Linked DNA regions of Mus musculus: all the other regions are linked to region 3. Evidence: chromatin contacts called from public HiChIP or PLAC-seq data. All regions are on one chromosome and are shown on one strand. Each heading gives the region's core, a stretch centred on a gene start, on an enhancer-like site or on the middle of the called end of the contact. The rest is flanking DNA. Distances are from core to core; before and after follow the strand shown. Region 1 overlaps Gm39369 (a long non-coding RNA gene). Region 2 holds the start of Bnip2 (BCL2/adenovirus E1B interacting protein 2). Region 3 overlaps Anxa2 (annexin A2).

Region 1 (4,255 bases), core at 706-3,205, 600 kb before region 3:
CTCACGCCTTCTGATACCAGGTGGGCAGGAAGTTACGCACGAAGTAGCAGAAGAAAACCACAGAGAGTGGCATGTTGGTGGCTGTGTCTCCTAATGTTCTGAATGGCTTTCTCTCACCTCTGTGCCCTAAACAGAGGGACTGAATCTGCACAAGACCCGACAGGGTTATAATATCACTTGCATTGTGGGTTTGATGTACCCTCCTTTTGTAATCTTTTCAAAAGGTTCATGGGAAGAGAGACCTGAAAAGGGAGATCTGGCCTACCACAATTTGGAAAGGAAGAGAGATCACTTTACGCCATGATCATATCATCCACCTCATAAGTATCCATAAAACTCTTCTACAGTCCACAGTGCAGAACTCCCTGGACGACTTCCTGCCTTGGGGCAGCCGACTGCCATCCAACTTTGGAGTATCTGCTTTGCTTAGCTTTGCTAAATAAATTTCTGCTTATATTGAATATATCTTTTTTAAAAATTTTTCAGTTTTTCAAGACTTGTTTTCTCTGTGTAGCCCTGGCTGGTCTGGAACTTGCTCTGTAGACCAGACTGGACTTAAACTCTGAGACCCACCTGCCTCTGCCTCCCGAGTACTGGGATTAAAGGTGTGTGTACCACCACTGGCTGAAAATATCTTTTGACTCAGTTCTCTCCTCCAGGAAGATAAGAGGTAAGTCTTCCAGGTGTGGATAAATGTGCTGCTGCCAAGCCTGCCTACCTGAGTTTGATTCCCTGGAAGGAGAGAACGGGCAATTTCCAGTTGTCCTTTTATCCCCATGTGTGAGTAGGCATGCTTGTATACACACACACACACACACACACACACACACACACACACACACACACACACCCTGTGATACCAGATCCTTAGTTTCTGATATAGCGGGAACAACCTACATGTGGCTTTGAGAACAATCAATCGCAGAGGCACATCTGACTTGCACACAGTTTCCAACATACTGCAGCAGCCGTCCTCAGGTGCCTCACGTCTAAGTCCTTGTCTGCTGTGCGTCCCTTCCTGTGTCGTCCCTCACGGTCGCTCTTGCCATGTGTCCTCTGCTGCCTATTGTAAGTGGCTTTAGGAGGCATGGCCCTCTTCACAGAGCCTCTCAGGTGGCCTTTTCGTTTGAATTTCCTTCACTGAAAATGCACCTTAGTGAGAGAGTCCTGCTTCAAATTGTCAGTTCCAAGTCTCCTGAGTCCCTCTCAGGAACCAAACTATTCCCTAAGGACTATGTGGTGGTTTGAATAGGAATGTCCCTCATGGACTCAGGCTTGGCCGTTAGGAAGTGATAGTTCCTGACAGGGATTAGTAAGTGTGGTCTTGTTGGAGGAAATGAGTTTCTGAGGATGGGCTTTGGGGTTTCAGAACCCCAGGCCAGGCCTAGTGGCGATCTATTTGCCTGCTGCCTATAGAGCTGGATATATAACTCTCGGCCACCACAACTGCCTGCATGTGCGCTATGCTATGTTCCCCCTTGTGAGGATAATGGAGAAACTGTAAAACAAGCCCCAATTAAATGCTTTCCTTTACAAGACTTGCCTTGGCCGTGGTGTCTCTTCACAGCACTAGAACACTAACCAAGGCAGCCTAGAAAATGGGTGATAACTAACAAGTAGCCAGTGGATAGTGTGAAATAAATATTTACAGCTATAGAAAAAGAAGATGAGAACTTCCAGAGAGCCCAGCCATGACTTCATGGGCTCTTCCATGTGGGCGAGGGGACAGAGGCTTAGACTCGGTTCAGTTAGTGACTGTGGGAAGAAGAGGCCCGAATGGTTTAGGGAAATACTGAAGGTCAGAGGGGCAGAAATCCAGCACTAGGGCAGATGGTGATAGAGCAGGGGTGGTGGAGGCGGGGCTATGATGAAGTCAGAATTTGGGCTAGCACTGTAGAGGGAAGCATTCAGTATTTTTAGAGACGACACCTTACTATTTGGCCCAAGCTGGTCACAAACTATTGATCCTCCTGCCTCAGACTCTTGTGTAAGTACTGGAATCAATGAACCTACTCTTACTCAGAGATGGCTAAATAAGATCCAGGGACAGCTGCCAGGGTGTCTGTGGCAAACTGCAACCCTCTCTTATCGGTCACAACATATGTAACAATTTGGTGTTTTGAAACAGTGTCTCACTATGTAGTACTGGCTGGCTTGGAACTCTCTATGTGACCAAACTGGCCTTGAATTTACAGAGGTTCACCTGCCTCTGCCTCCCCACTTCTGGGATTAAAAGTGGACACTGTTAGGTCTCAGGTTGATCATTTGTCTAGAAACGAACTCAAGCTGTACCATGAGATTTCTGGTGGTTAAACAAAAGCCATCATTCCTCAGAAACTTGTGAAACTGGTTCCCATCTGTCGCCCTTCCCAAAAAAAAAAAAAAAAAAAAAAAAAAAAAAAGTCGTTTTTCTGACCTGTGGCAGAAGGGACGTATCAAAGCCCAGCTGGCCTCCAGGTTCCCTCAGTATCACAAGTACCTGTCATACATTCCAGATCCATGCTGCCATCCTGACCTTCCCTACTCCCAGCTACTTGCCCTCCTAAAAAATCTATAATTTGTCCATCTCAGACTCCCTATTCCACTCAGTTTTTTGTTTTGTTTTGTTTTGTTTTGTTTTGTTTTGTTTTGTTTTAAAGCCACTGTGCATGTGTGAGTTCCTGCTTGGAAGGTGAAGGACAGCTTTCAGGAGTCAGTTCTCTCCTTCTATCACATGGGTTCTAAGGATCAAGCTCATGTTAGGTTTGTCCAGGAGCCTCTTTGTCACTGAGCCATCAGGACAGCCCAGAATATGTAAGCATTGTCCTGTACTGACAGCAAAACGAATTAGAAGTGGAGGCAGCTGCCAAGAACAAATGGGCCTTGAAACTGATCAGGGAAGCTCCAGGTTACAGCATGCCCTCTGTTGATTTAAGCAGTGTTCTCAAAGGTAAGACCTGCACACGGAGTCTCTGAAGCACGGTTCTCAGCCCTGGCCGGCTCTGGAATCACACGGAGTCTCTGAAGCAGGGATCTCGGTCCTGGCTGACTGTGGAATCACACGGAGTCTCTGAAGCAGGGTTCTCAGCCCTGGCTGACTGTGGAATCTCTGGGAAAGCTATAGAGTGGCTGATGCTTCATGCATACCATCGAATGCGGTCGATTTCAGCTGCTGCTGTGTTGGGATTTTTTCCGGTTTCTTAGGTGACTCTGATGTGCAGCCAGGATGCGTACCTTCGAGGCATCTCCTCTACAGGTGCAGATCCTGTTAAAACGGCAGAATTGGATTAGGAGGCCTGCCTCTAAACTACCAACCAAAGAACACGCATGATAGGACTCATGGCTCCAGTTGCCTGTGCAGCAGAGGATGGCCTAGTCGGACATCAATGGGAGGAGAAGCCCTTGGTCCTATGAAGGCTGTGTGCTCCAGTGTGGGGGAATGCCAGGGCCAGGAAGCGGGAGTGGGTGGGTTGGTGAGCAGGGGGAAGGGATAGGGGACAGGGGACAGGGGAGGGTGGTTTTCGGAGGGAAAACCAGGAAAGGGGATAACATTTGAAATGTAAATAAAGAAAATATCCAATTGAAAGAAAGAAAGAAAGAAAGAAAGAAGGAAAAGAGGTCAGAAGAATTAGAGGGGAGGGGAGGGGTGAAGCTACTGTACATGTAGCACTCCTCTATGAAATTCTTACAAATTTTATTTAAAGCATATATATAGCAAAAAAAAGAAAAAAAAAAAAGGAGGCCTGCTTCTAACAAGCTTCAGCTGCTTCTGATGGGAAGGCCTGACCACTCAGAGGAGGGGACTGGGACAGAGATGCCTCATCCTGGAATCTGTTAGGAACTCAGACTCCCAGGTACAGCCCAGACCTTCAGGGTCCCTTGAAGCCTGTGAGAAAGAGGCCAGGTGGTTTCTGTTAACAGTGGGGTGAGCATTGCTCCGAGATCAGTGTGGGAAGAAGGAAGGACGGGACAGTGAGGGGGTCAGAAGAGGAGAACCTGAGCACGGATGGAAGGAGCTGGAGATGATCAGCCAGGGAGAGGGGAGGAAGAGGAGAGAAGATGGCTGGGTAAGTAGTCCAGTCCCGGGATGGGTGCTGAGCTGCAGGGAGGGAACTAGTCTGTGTTCCCAAAATGAGTAAGTCAGGTTTCCATAGCTGTGACTTGAGAGAAAGCCGGAGAGAAAGGATCCTTTTGGCACATGGCTTCAGCCCATGGTTGCTTGGTTCTTTCCCATGGACAAAATGAGGCTGAACATCTCGGGGGAGTATGTGGCAGA
Region 2 (4,210 bases), core at 580-3,079, 510 kb before region 3:
TTAAGACCCTCACCCTAGTTGCCTGGGAAGTCTTCTACTAGCAGCCTTTGGAATGAAGATGTAGAACTCTCAGTTCTGCCTGTGCCATGTCTGCCTGGATACTGTCATGCTCCCACCTTGATGATAATGTACTGAACCTCTGGACCTGTAAGCCAGCCCCAATTAAAATGTTGTTTTTTTATAAGACTTGCCTTGGTCATGGTGTCTGTTCACAGCAGTAAACCCCAAACTAAGACAGTGAGGTCGAATGCAATGTCATTAGCCATTTAGCTTAGACAAGAGGCAAAAGACAGACCCTATGTCCTGATCCCCAGATCTATAACAAACCTGTCTGTAAAACCAAATGTGGTTATACTTAAGGGTGAAAGGTCCTGCGATGCCTAAAGATGTAAGTATGTTGGTTTATGGTAATTCAGTCCCTACGCTATGCACATGTCACATTTCCTAGTCCAGCAAGTTAGAAAAGACCTAAGAATGGCATTGAGAGATAGAGATTGATTAAGAACCAAGCCAAAAAAATAATGTGCGAGGCAACCAAACATTGGTAACTTCATGTATGGGTAACTAAACTAGATAACTTCAACTCTAACTTTGAAGGAACACCCACTCATGAATTACAGAGTTTCTACAAGTGAAGGCTAGAGGAGTGGGTCAGTAGTTAAGCATGCTTGCTGCTCTTCACAGGAGCCTATTTCGGTTCCCACCACAACAGCCTATAATGCTAGCAGCTCCAGGGGTTCCGATGCCCTCTGCAGTCGCCTATACCACATGACAAGACACATTAAAAAAAAAAAACCTTTGAGAAAAAAAACCCTCTACAATTAAAGGATTCTAATAAATCATAAGAAAACGTGCATTTCATTGAAGATGGGAATTCAAGTATAAGGGAAAACATCCTAATTAAAAGTGACGCAAAAGAAAGCAATACTAAGATGCAATTGCAGATGAAAGGCACTTTTATAGAAATACTTTGATAAACACTGCAAAAGTTGTGTCCTCATAGAGTTCCTAGGACAAAGGAAGTTTCGAAGTAACGTAATATAGATCCAAATAAGTTTCTGCTTGAACGTGAACAGACTTAGGAAGAATTCTCCAGTGGCATCGCATGCATACAGCAATCCAAAGCATCCTAGCCGGTATTTAAATGAAGAGGTTAAGTGTCTGAGAACAGCCAAGGATCAGGCATTGACGTACACACCCTACAATAGGATATCACACTCAGGAAGGTTCAAGAGAGCCCTGATGACTTATAGGATGCTGTCTGTGTATGCTGTCTGCGTCCATCCCCCCGAGGCTATGGGGTGCACTACACGCCCAAGTTTCTTTGTTCTGCTCTGGACTGACGCCGGTTAGGAACACGGAACAAACGAGGCTAGGGGAAGCCAGGAACCGGGAGGTTCCGCTCCAGGCTTTCGGGCCACAGACGGAAAAAGGAAGGGGGCGAGAGCCTGGCACCAGCGTCCGAGGCAGGGCGGGGCCCGGCAGCGCTCGGACCCGGAACGCGAACGCGCCAGTCCACGGCCGCCACCCCCGCCTGGCCTGGCCGATCCTCCCGCAGCCCTCCGGCTGTGCCGTAGCCCGGCCCGCTACCCAAGCCGTGCTCACCCCGGAGGAAGCCGCGGCCCCCTCGTCCTCTTTGCCCCTCCAGGCCGGCGACGTGGGGCTGACGGCCAGGTCGCAGAAAGCGGCGCCGGGCAGAGCCCGCTGCCCTTGGTCGGCTGTGGAGACGGGGCCCAGCTTTTCCCGGACGATCTTAGTTGCAGTCCGGGCGGCTGCAGCTGACCCGGATTCAGTGCGTACGCCCCGGCGGAAGTGACCACCTCCGGACCGGCGCCGGGCGCGGCCGAGGGAGGAAGCGGGGGCGGGGCGTTTTCCTAAAATCCTCGGCGGGCTTCCTCTCTGCGCATGCGCAGCCGTGAGCCCTTCTGTCCCGGGCCAGCTAAGGCTTTGGCTTGCTGCTGGCGAGGGAGGAGGAGGGCGCAGCTTTCTAAGGCTCACGCACTTAACGTTACTGTAGGGACCTAACCTCGCTGTCTTGAAAGAGCTATTCGTTTCTCTCTGTTTTCCTTTACTTGACATTATATTAACTATATTACAGAGTGAATGAAAAGGGGGTGAAAAATAGTCGATGTCTTATGTACGATAGCCAGGTCCTAGAAGAATCTACTTTGATAGAATTTTCCGACGTGAATAGTTTTTCTCTCCAGTAATGCTTCTGAGAGAGTAATAAGTACCCCACCCCTCTCCTCCCCAGACTCCTCTCCTGTGTTCCGAGTTGGCCTTGAATTCCTTCCAGTGTATCTGAAATAACCTTGAAAACTAATTTTCCTGCCCCAGTCTCCAGAGAGCTGAGATTATCTACATGATTGTTACCACATTGTGGTAGAGATAGAGACAACTTAGGGCTTCCTGACTGCTGCTAGGTAGGCACTCTATTATCTGAACTTTCCGTTCCCACCATGTGGTTGCTGGGATTTGAACTCCGGACCTTCCGAAGGTCCCGAGATCATAGGAAATTTCATTACGATTCACGACTGTAGCAATATTACTGTTCTGAAGTTGCAACGGAGTAATTTTGTGGTTGGGGGTCTCCACAACATGAGGAACTGTACTAAAGGGTCCCAGCTTTAGGAAAGTTTAGAACTATTGCTTTAAAACATGCTTTTCCCAGTTATTTGTGGGTCCTATCTTGATGACGTAGAAAAAATGAAAATAAAAGTGAAGTCAGTAAATGTAAAATATTTTATTATCACAGTCAACAGTCCTAAAATTGGCTGTCGTAAAAAAAAAAAATCCTCAAAAAGGGGGAGGAGGGGATAAGAGGTTTGTGGAGAGGAAACTGGGAAGGGGATAACATTTGAAATGTCAATAAATAAAATAACCAATAAAAAATTCTCAAAAGATCTCAACTTCTGTACTTTTCTGTGTGGGCCATTAACAATTTTTTTGAATGGCTTCCGTCTATGAGCTGTCCTTTTAAGCAGCTTCAAGGGGCTGTTATTTTGGAGGGCAAGGTCATCCCTCTTAGAAGTTGAACGTGCTCAACCTGTCCAGAGAGCTAGTAGGTAACTATTTGGGCAAGCCTATTACTCCTAAAAGGAATGGTGAAGTCAAAACTATTTTAAATGGATCCAAAACACAGTTCTTTAGAGATACAGTTTAGATTTGTTCTCTGTTGGCAGAGAGTTAAGAGCTCTGTGACTTACCTATAAAATGGAGAAAAAAATAATGCCCGCCTCATGGGGCTTTTGAGACAGAACAGTACATGTATCTGAGATGGGCGCTTGGAATGTTGCTATCATCTGTGTTAGTATTATTTCCCCTAGCAATTTTCTTAATTGCTGGAGGGGGAAACATGACAAACAGATCCACAAAGTTTTAGTTAAACCACTTGGCCACAGGAAGCATTTTCTCTCCAGTTACAGATTTTTCCGGAGTTCCAATTTGTATTTTAGTTCTGCAGTGTGCAGAGTTCCCCACACGGTGGCAGAAAATCGTTTGCAATCATGCCAGAGAGTGAGGTTTTTGTGGTCTTGAGTTTCCTCATTTTAGTAACAGAACATGACTTGATTCAATGTTTGGTTCTGAGTAAGATACTCTGCAACATTTTCCTTTCATGAACTATTTATCTTTACTGTTAAAACATTAGAAACTGTGGATAAACCAAAAAGACTATCATTATGAATGATCACTTTCAGATTTGAATTTATTTTTATTCATTGCATGTCTTTTTAAAAATTAGTGGATGTAGTTTAATCAAATGATTAAGTTTATAAATTTTTTTGTTTAAAAACCTTTAAATTTATTTTTAGAACCTCATGCAGGCACTCTGCCACTGAGTTACCCTTCCTGTTTTGTTTTGGAAATATATCAGAAATTCCTTTTCATATTTATAACTGAATTTCATCACATTCATTCATTCACTTCACAGTTTTAAAAGACAGGATCTTGTGCATCTCAGGCTAGCCTCCAACTTGCATGTGGCTGAACCTGGTTTTGAACTCCCGACCTTCCTGCCATTACTTCCCAAGTATAGGGATTGCACCCTGTGCTTAAATTTCAACATTATATTTACTACCAAATTTTTATTTACCATTCAAGTAGTTCCATATTTCATAGTTAAAAACATTTTAAAAAAATATTCAAAAAATCAGAAAAACGGACTAACTTATTTTCAAGTAGTACACTAGATACATTTTCAGATTATATA
Region 3 (4,228 bases), core at 156-2,655:
GTCCTTTCCCAACTGCTTTGGAGCACGGAGGACAGAGCTTCAGCCAGGCTTGACCTGGAACTCCCAGGACCTGGTGGTCACGCCAACTCCAGGGACACACAGTTTCTCCTGGCATTCTTTCAGGTCAATGCTACTGTAGCGGGGAGTGAAAGCCTCAAGTCAGGCGGGAGCCGCATGAGGTCACCCTGATGGCACTGTCCGAATATAAGTCAAAAGCTTTTAATAGCAAAGCGTTAGAGATTAAGTAGCATATCCTTAAAGGTAAAATGTCCTAGTGCTGTGGGAAACTAAGGTGGACAAGACGGGGCCTGCTTTAGCCACGAGTGGACGAGCAAAGGGAAAACACACACAGAAAACTCCATAAACACTAGGAGCGAAGCCTATTGAAGATAGCAGGCTGGACCACAGCACTTCAGCCACGATGAATCTGATAAAGAAGCTGTGTGTGTGTGTGTGTGTGTGTGTGTGTGTGTGTGTGTGTGAGATTTAGAGCTCTCTGAATCAGCTAAATTGACTGTCTGGGGAGCCCCAGGAATCCTATCTAGCGTCCCTAGCACTGGGGTATTTAGCTCTTTTAACGTGGATGCTGAAGATTGAACTCAGATACTCATGCTTGTGTGACAAGCACTTTACCAACAGAGCTGTCTCCCCAGCCCCTCAGTGTAAATGAGAAGCACACGTTAGGACTCACGCCCAGTGGAGGAAACCATTCTGAAATTACATTCACAACATCTGACGAAGAAGCCAGAGAAGCCATGAGAGGAAGTGAGTTGCTACCTAAGCACAGCAATGACAGAGTCAGCACATAACCCGTGGGACCATTGCTTCTCTTCCTTGTCGTCTATTCCAGAATGCCTCCCTCGTGTGTTCCAGGATGTCACCTTTCCATTCTACCTCCCACGGCTGTACCTATGAAAGCAGCAACCCTCTCAAGGATATAAGAGGGAAACCTTGGACATCCAAGAGTTCTAGAAGGATCCTTTTGGTTAAAGAAGATCCACAACTCACAAAAAGAAAAAGTAATGTTGGACGGGGTAGGGGTGGAGAATGGGTTAGCAGGTAATGGTGCTAAATGTAAAAAAAAAAAAAAAAAAAAAAAAAAAAAAAAAAAAAAGCCAGATGTGGTATCCCCAGCATTTCTGTGACAAGATAGAAATTGAAGACAGGGGAATCATCTGGAAGCTTTAGGGCCTGCCACCCTACGGTATGCAGGGCAACACAAACAAGGGACACACACACACACATATTAATTAAGAACAGAACAGGCAATATCTGAGAACATTAACTCAACAAGGCCTGCCCTCCACACTAAGGTTCCAGTACCTTTTTGGTCCTTCTCTGATAGGCGAAGGCAATGTCCTGCCTCTGCACATTGCTGCGGTTTGTCAGGATGTTGACAATGGTGACCTCATCCACTCCTGTGGAGAATCAAGTTATGAACAGTTACCCCACCACACGCTTTAGGAGACGTTCACACAGTGAAATCCACATACTCTCTCCCCAACCCAATACTAGAATGTCACGACTAGCTCATCCCTCTTCCTGACCAAACACAGGCACCCTCATTACCTTCTTCCCCAGAAAGCCTTGGACCTTGGGCCTCAACCCTTTAAATATTTGCACTTAAAAAGCTATTTTATTCATAAATTGGTTTCCAAAATCAACAGTGGGAGGTACACGTGTGGAACTCTGGCAGTCAGATGGAACGAACAACAAAGATTTTAAATGAAGGTCCCCAAATTGCCACTTAACTGGAGAATTAATAGACAGAACCTTCAAAATGAATTAATAGAGACAATTATTTATATTTATTGCAAGATTATGGCTGTATAAATGGCTAGGTATAATTTTTATAATTATACCAGCTGTCATGACAAATGAGTCAGGCTTAATATGGCAGTTATATTTTAATAGCTAATTGATTAATAGAACCACACTTATTGAAGATGAGATTGTCTCACAAGGAAAGTATACATCCTGTGCTTTCAATCTTCAATAGGTGACTTTAATAATCAATTTTACAACTGTATTAAAAAAGAATAAGTGCTTTAATCTAAATTAAATCTAAATTGGGAGTTTTGAAGTGCCACCCAAATGTTTCAGTACCTATTTTAATTGGAACATGTGTATTTACAAAGATAAGCAAGGTTCGAGGTATCTGAAAGTTTCCAATTTTTATATCAGAAATATTCCTCACATGTCATTTAACTCAGCAAAGCTCAGTTTTGAGGATTCAGGCAGCAAGAGAGCTTTCCGCTGTCTGACTATGAACTTTGCTCAATAAAAGGAAAAGCCTTTGCCATGACTGGTGGGCAATTCCAGAGTCCCTAAGCACAAAAGGTCACTTACAGACTGCACCCAACTTGTCTTACAGAAAGTCAGAGGCATCCCAAAGCACTTGGAGCTCAGAACTATGATGTTTGGGCGGCAGAACAATGAACAGTTGGACAGTGGAAGCATCCTGATGCTTCACGCGCATTTACAACGTGATAATTTCCGGGTATAAAAAGAAAGATGCTTTAAAACATTCATGTACTCATTTCCAAGTGGGGTCACGTACTAATAAATGTCTAGCACTCCACTTAGATTTTAGAGTAGTCAGTGTGAATACAGTGTGAATACAGTGTGAATACCCTATTGCTAGACACTGAGGTGGGTTTGAGGATACGGATTATCACCCTTGTATGTCCAATAAGGGACTGATTACATAATCTCATTTTGTCCACACACTGGAATACTATGCTATGTATGTGGTCATTTAAAATAAAGCAAGGTGAATTATTTTTATTCTTTTTTGAGGATTTTTTGTTGTTGTTGTGCTTTTGTTTGTTTGTTTTTTCAGTTTTTTGGTGGTTTTTGGTTTTGAGACAGGGATTCACCCAGCTGGTCTCAAATTCACAGAAATCTGCCTGCCTCCTGCCTCCTGCCTCCTGCCTCCTGCCTCCTGCCTCCTGCCTCCTGCCTCCTGCCTCCTGCCTCCTGCCTCCTGCCTCCTGCCTCCTGCCTCCTGCCTCCTGCCTCCTGCCTGCTGAGATTAAAGCTGTATGGACTATACAAAGAAACCCTGTCTCGAAAAACAAACAAGCAAAACCAACAAAGGAATATGGATGGATCTGTGTAGAAGGCTGGATCTAGAAGCAGATTTGTCAAAGGTTTCGCAGTATCATGCTGATGACAGTCAATGCAGAGAAACTGAACAGAGATCCTCTACAAGTGGGCAGCTCTGGACCCTAAACCCTCTAAACCCTCATCTGCATCAGTGCTGTGTCACAGGTAGTTGCTGGCATGTCTCAAGAAGCCCAGCATTCTCTGGGCTTATGTGCCTTGAGCTGGCACATAAGGCATAACCTATGCTAAAGCACCAGAATACCCATTGGTGATATTATCTTTAAAAAAAAGATTTATTTATTATGTATACATCATTCTGCCTGCATGTATGACTGCAATCCAGTAGAAGACACCAGATCTCATTACAAATGGCTGTGAGCCACCGTGCAGTTGCTGGGAATTGAACTTGGGACCCCTGGAAGAAGAGACAGTGCTCTTAACCTCTGAGCCATCTCTCCCGGTGATGTTATCTTTAGACCACTATTGCTTCCTTGACCTGATGTCCCAGTGGATGAAACAGTTTGTTCCTGTGGAAAACTATCCAGCATAGCTTGAAGCTGCAGGGACCAAGCGGCCATTGGCCACCACAGTCTAACTACAGATGAAGGAGGTGGGGCAAACACTCAGCCATCCAGGTGGGCATTGTAATCAATACTGACGGCCATGCCTTCAAGGTTAGCTCCAGAAGCTTAGCAGGTAAGGCTCTGCATCCGTGCACTGGGTTCTTTCCAACTTCTCACTTCCCCCCATTTAAGGAAGGACTGGCTAGGTAGAAGGATCTGAGATCTAAAGAGACTGTGGGCCAGACGAAAGCGTCCACAGATCCCCTACAGCTGCATCTACAGGCGGCTGTGAATAGCTCAACTTGGGTACTAGGAACCAAACTTGAGTCCTCTGCGAGAGCAGCAAACATTCTTACCTGCTGGGCCCCACTCAGGTGATCTTTGTAAAAACTTATCCAACAGACTCAAATTTTACAGAAGTCAAGTGGCCTAAGCCCAACTAAGACCCAAGATGTAGTGACACACGGGTGCAGGGTCGCAGTTAAGCATGTTGTCCTTGGATGAAGATGGTTGGCTAGTCTAATCACCTGCATATTTTCAATATTCCAATTGAAGAC

What was found. HiChIP or PLAC-seq counts read pairs in DNA pulled down with a chosen protein or histone mark.
Region 1: an HNF4G HiChIP or PLAC-seq map of pancreatic cancer cells shows a contact between it and region 3. The contact joins two enhancer-like sites.
Region 2: an HNF4G HiChIP or PLAC-seq map of pancreatic cancer cells shows a contact between it and region 3. The contact joins the promoter of Bnip2 here to the enhancer-like site in region 3. A contact is called at or near these places in 1 of 15 datasets of contacts at CTCF or cohesin (the NIH/3T3 cell line), 11 of 115 datasets of contacts at active chromatin or transcription factors (CD8 T cells, acute myeloid leukemia, astrocytes and 8 more) and 2 of 9 other capture datasets (adipose tissue and embryonic stem cells).

Annotation. Positions count from the first base shown.
Region 1 is chr9:70,075,986-70,080,240 of GRCm38.p6, reverse strand. It overlaps Gm39369 (a long non-coding RNA gene), which reads left to right. Exons shown (of 3, transcript XR_870892.2): 2 at 1-20; 3 at 225-450. Among named protein-coding and RNA genes, the nearest start is that of Gm39369, 4.9 kb to the left of the region's middle. Within about 2 kb of position 1,955, at least 30 of the 459 cell types and tissues checked have an H3K27ac peak or open chromatin away from gene starts, as enhancers often do. A contact at or near this core is called in pancreatic cancer cells, where this site is marked.
Region 2 is chr9:69,987,085-69,991,294 of GRCm38.p6, reverse strand. It overlaps Bnip2 (BCL2/adenovirus E1B interacting protein 2), which reads right to left and starts at 1,829. Exons shown (of 11, transcript NM_016787.4): 1 at 1,606-1,829.
Region 3 is chr9:69,473,243-69,477,470 of GRCm38.p6, reverse strand. Anxa2 (annexin A2) reads right to left here. Exons shown (of 13, transcript NM_007585.3): 4 at 1,324-1,418. Among named protein-coding and RNA genes, the nearest start is that of Mir3109, 18 kb to the right of the region's middle. Within about 2 kb of position 1,405, at least 67 of the 459 cell types and tissues checked have an H3K27ac peak or open chromatin away from gene starts, as enhancers often do. A contact at or near this core is called in adipose tissue, astrocytes and pancreatic cancer cells, where this site is marked.